Linked DNA regions of Lactuca sativa: region 2 is linked to region 1. A link is a contact called in public Hi-C data. All regions are on one chromosome and are shown on one strand. Each heading gives the region's core, a stretch centred on a gene start, on an enhancer-like site or on the middle of the called end of the contact. The rest is flanking DNA. Distances are from core to core; before and after follow the strand shown. Region 1 holds the start of LOC111903145 (cyclic dof factor 1). Region 2 holds the start of LOC111891171 (E3 ubiquitin-protein ligase MPSR1).

Region 1 (2,700 bases), core at 113-2,612:
GGAGGAGGTGGTGGATGAGGGAAGCACTGGATTGGGCAAGGGTATTTTTGGAAATTCCTTTGTACAGAATTAGAAGATAGGTCATCTTCAGATTTCTGGGATTTATCTGAAAAGTTTAAAGCTGAATTCATAGATTCACAAAGGGGGACATTAGATCCAAAACTAAGAACACTGCCGTTGGTTTTCCAAGAAGGTTGGAAAGCAGCTTCGGAGACAATAAGGTGGCGGTAATATGAAGCAGACGATGAACTTTTGTTCTTTCGTCTTCCAGAACCTACGGGTGTGTTTCTCATTGTTCCGCCAGCTGTCCAGTATCTTTGACAGTTTTTGCAGAAGTGACGTGGCTGGTTAACGTTGTAGTTATTGTAGTAACAGAATTTAGTATCCATGCTATTACATCGAGGACATGGAAGAATCTTATCTGGTTTTTGAGGTTTTTCTTCTGAATTTTGGTTTTCTTTTTTTGTAGAGTTTTTTGATGAAGGCTCATTGTCGGCGGTTGGTGTTCTTGGATCATCGTTGATTCCTCCTGATGATGTACTTGAATTGGAACATGATGTGTCTTCTGTTTGAGTTATTGTAGTGTTTTTCTGAAAATTATAATTAATTTAAATCGTCAATGAAAAAGAATAATTTTGTTTCAAGATCTTGATATATGTAAAAAGAAGATGCTTTCTATTTATGTGATATGAAAATTATCAGATTTGATCATAAAGATTGTAATTTTATATCGTAATTTTGTATATATAATCGAGATCGATGAGTGAACGGATGAAAATAGATCTAATATAAAACCTTATTTTCTCTAAAAGAAAAAAACAGAGGACGCCACTAAGAAAATTCATAAAAGCCTTTGTATGAATGAATCTATGATGTTTGGATATTGAAAATTTTGTAAATTACATTACAATGAAAGCAAAAAGTTAATAACTTCCAAAAGTAACATCGACCCGACTTTCCTTTTGAAACCCTGAGAAAAGGGTTGATCGTGAAATTTCATAAAATTCATTCAACTCAAAAGTTATATTATCTACACATGCATTTCCTCAAAAACCTTCAAGTCGTTGAAACTCAACCATGAAAACCCACGAAACTTTACAAACAGAAACGAACACCCAAATCAAACAACAAATCACTCGAAAAACTCGTATACTATAATACCTTGATGTCTTCGGAAGAAGAACACTGTTGTTGTTGTTGTTGTTGTTGATCATCAGCTTTACCTAGAACGACATCGTCATCATCAACATGAAGCAACTGAATCGTTTTCCCGAAAAGCTTAATCGCTGAATCTTTAAGTTCCGACATTACGAATTGTCTATCGAAGTTTGTAACGTAAAATCTTTTTGTTTGAATTTTGCGGCAGTAGTAGTGAGGGTTAAAAAGGTGAGGCGAGGGTATGACACGTCGGCAATGGTGGAAATTTCTGAGCCACAAGTTCTTGTGGCTTGTGAGATTTTCTTTGGAGCAAAGTGGGGTATGCTTACTTTCTTTTTGGTTAAGTTTTTTGATCGACATTTTTATTCTTAAAAATATATTCTTTTTACTCAACAAAGTGGGGGTTTCACTTTTAGTCTTTTAGAATATAATTTATATTCTTAATTTTTTGTTTTATAAAAAAATAAATAAATTACTTGAATTAGTTTCTTTCTATATGAAGATGTTTACACGTTCCTATTAGTAGTGGCATTGTCGACCTACATAAGTATACTATAATATCAATATTATGTTAACCTTAGTAAAAAAGTTTATATTATAGTAAATAATATAATGAGTTTAATCATGATATTTACGAGATCTATATTTTGAAAATAAACTTAATCCACATATTGATCAAAGCCAACAAAGTCTAAGTCGATCTCCGGAAAATTCCACTGCGTGGATGCCACTAGAGGGGAGTACATGACAATAGATTTGAACTTAATATGCTATAAAAATCAAATGTGTTGTTATTGTATTTTTTTCCTTTTTAATAATAAGAAATGAAAGAATGACTCCATATATCAATTTTGGGTTATGTAGATAAGCTAATTAACTTTATGATGAATCACGGTTGTTGTACTTTGAAAAGAGTAATCCAACTGTTATTTAATTAATTTCCTGTACTATATAAGAAACTATACAATACACATGTCATATATCATCATTTCTAAAATTTTCTTTTTTCTCCCAAACGAAACGGAATCTTAGTATCATCATCAACTTTATTAACTTTAGGTTTGATATTCCTTTACTGTACTTACAACTTCAGTTAGTTCTCTCTCTCTCTCTCTCTCTCTCTCTCTCTCTCTCTCTCTCTCTCTCTCTCTCTCTCTCTCTCTCTCTCTCTCTCTCTCTCTCTCTCTCTCTCTCTCTCTCTCTCTTTTTAATATTATAATTATATAGCAACTTTATTAATTTTAGGTTTGATACTCCTTTATGTTATTCATTTTTTTGGGATGATTGTGGTGCATATTGACGTTATCTTTGGTTACAACTATATTCGAGCTCTCTAATACTGTACTAGAGTTCATATAAACAACATGAGGTTATAAACACCATGTTGTGTTTATTTAGGTGAACAAAAGAACTAAATAGAGAATGAAAGATTTCTTTTGTAATGTGTACAATAATAATCCAACAATAAGAACCATGGAAACTTTCCATTGCACAAGTTATGATATGAATATAGTGTCTGTATTGTAAACGTAATTTGAGCTC
Region 2 (2,700 bases), core at 6-2,505, 670 kb after region 1:
ATAAAATCAAACTATAACTACTATAATCCAAGTTAAGAAAATAAGACCCAACGTAATTTTATTAAAATTGGATCACTTTTAAAACATGGGCCAATTATAAGTTAAGCCCATTATATAATATAAACGTTTGTAAAAGTTAAGGGCCTCGGCCCACGTTCCTTAATGCTTAAATTGCTTCCTCATAGTCACGAACTTCAATTATTGTTAAAATTAACCGCAAAAAGGATCGAAATACTCCTAATTGCAAGTTCATGTAAAATCTCCAACCATTTGCATTCACATGAAATCATTAAAGAAAAAAACAATAGAGCCCTTACCATTTGTACAAAGATTTATTCACAAAAATAACTCATCCAAACTACACTGATTCCTGCTGATTTGATTCTACTGATTCTTCTTCACTTGTTGATCTCCCTTCAGCAAACGAAAACGAAACCCAAATTTCTCTTCTTCTTCTTCCACCACTTTCATCCCCAATCTTCTTATCTGAATCATCTACAGGCATCTTATGCCTACAAACAGGGCAAGACCCATGAATCTTCAGCCATTTTTCCACACACCCACCATGGAACTTATGCTTACATGGCATCTCCTTCACCACATCACCAACCCCCAACTCTTCCAAACATATCACACACTCACCCCCTAAACTCTCTATTTCATCCGTACCTTTTATCTCCACAGTCGGCATGGCGTCGATCGACGTTTGAGACGCCGGTGGCTGGCCGTCCTTCCGCATCAGATCGTTCATCAGAGATTCGAAACCTGTAGTAGCGCCACCTCCGATCACCACCATTCCTTGCGTCACCGGGTTGATCAGGATGATCCGGTCGAGTGACGAACCCTGATGATGAAGACTGTTTGTAGATTCATGATCCGGATGTTCGGAATCGTGACTGGAATCCGATTCCGGCCTAGTTGTTATGAAGCCTGAAAGGAAAGGCATCTCGATGAGCCTCTCGATCAAACGAGATACTGATAGCTCTCCTTCTGAAGCCATTTGAGCACAAATTCGTAGTGGTTAGTGTGTTTTTGAGTGTTTCTGCTTACTGAGAAAGATCAAAATTGAAAAGAACAGTAGAAGTGGAAGTTGAATTTGAATTGGGGTATTTTTTTGGAGAGCTTAAAAACGAAGGGGGTGAAGGGTGTAGAAGGATCTCGAATGTTGTGTGTAGACAGGTGTTTTTGCTATAATACGCCAAGGGGTTTGGTTAACGCGTTGGATAAGATGAAGGATGATATTTTTGGTGGAGTAATCTAGTGCGGTGGGTTTCGTTTGATCCAGAAGTTTCTAGCCTTCGATTTTCTTAATCAACGATACAAAGTGGATATTACATGTATGATTTCGAATATGTACAATTATCAATTATTTATTTCTTTTTTACTTTATCGTGGCACGTTGTTCATAGTTTTTACAAAGGAAAATGCATTTTAATTTAAGAATGTATGTTTTATATATTTTTTTTATTTATAGAATACTATTTTTTTATATAAAGTATATAATGTATGATTGTTTCGAAATGTATAGGTGCGATTTTAGATTTGTGAAAAAAAACGGGTCACGATATATCAAGTTGGCTGGACAAATTTTCATCTTAAAGACACTAATGATTAAAGAAAAATATAAAATCGTATAATCATTGCTCTTCAAGTACTTCCCCACTTGAATTTAAGTTTTTGATAACATCACAAGTTAAAAGGAGTCTTTTAGAGGGTGTTTGTTTTTTCTCTGCAGGTCTGCGTGACCTCTTCTGTCTGCGAGGCGCAGACCACGCGCAGACATAATGGTTTGCAGTCTGTTTGTTTTTCTGAAGTGCGCAGACATAAAAACGTTTGTGCGAGGTCTTCACCACACAGATATGGGATAGCATCTTCTAAAGTCTGCAAGCCCTTTAACCTAAAAAAAATGCGTCTTTTTTTTTCTTCCGCCTCCAGTCCTCGTCCAACCCTCCCAGAAAAAACCCTCGATCGATCGATCGTACTCCACCTTGCAGCGACCACCACCGTCGCAACCCTCCTCTCCGATCAAAACCATCGATCGCCGCCTTCCTCTCCGATCCGGCGTCCTCCGATTTTCCGACCATCACAGTCGATTGCAGCAGCCAGCGAACAACAAGGTCACAGCGACAACTTCAACTAGCGACCAAGCGACGACTCCTCCCCTGCTCGCCGCCGTTAACCAGCGCCTCCCCTGTGAAGCCACCGGCCGGAGACCGTCGCCCCCACAGCTACACCGGAGACTTCGACCTCACAGCTACAGGTTCGTTTTTTTTTCCTGCTGTCAGTCTTCCTTCTTCTCCCGACTTTCTGTTATTCCCTTCTTATCCGTTGCATTGAAGCTATAGTTCAGAATTTATGTTAATTGATGCATAACTCATAAAAGAGCTGTAAAATAAAAACATTTGTAATGAAAGTAATTTATCTTGGAATGTGAAATTGGATTTGATTTTGAATGAAATACCGAGATGTTAAACCTGTAACATCTCCAGCTTGATCTGTTTGATCGAAAAAGTCCAATTGTGTATGTGTTTGTGCTTCAATTAGCAATTGAACCTAGATGTTAAACCTGTAACAGTAGCACCCAAATTTTCTGTTTAATTATGTTATTGTCAAGCCTGGGCATGCCTCCTGTTGTTTTGAATGATGTTCTTATGATGAATATATGATACCTTGAATGTAATTTAGGTTATGTACACCAAC

What was found. A called contact is a pair of places that touch in the nucleus more often than the background predicts.
Region 2: a Hi-C map of leaf shows a contact between it and region 1, with 7 times the contacts expected there. The contact joins the promoter of LOC111891171 here to the promoter of LOC111903145 in region 1. A contact is called at or near these places in 2 of 4 Hi-C or Micro-C datasets (leaf and seed).

Annotation. Positions count from the first base shown.
Region 1 is chr8:75,694,057-75,696,756 of Lsat_Salinas_v11, forward strand. LOC111903145 (cyclic dof factor 1) reads right to left here and starts at 1,363. Exons shown (of 2, transcript XM_023898927.2): 1 at 1,162-1,363; 2 at 1-590. The coding sequence starts at 1,308.
Region 2 is chr8:76,363,033-76,365,732 of Lsat_Salinas_v11, forward strand. It overlaps LOC111891171 (E3 ubiquitin-protein ligase MPSR1), which reads right to left and starts at 1,256. Exons shown (of 1, transcript XM_023887250.3): 1 at 255-1,256. The coding sequence starts at 1,000. The coding sequence ends at 359.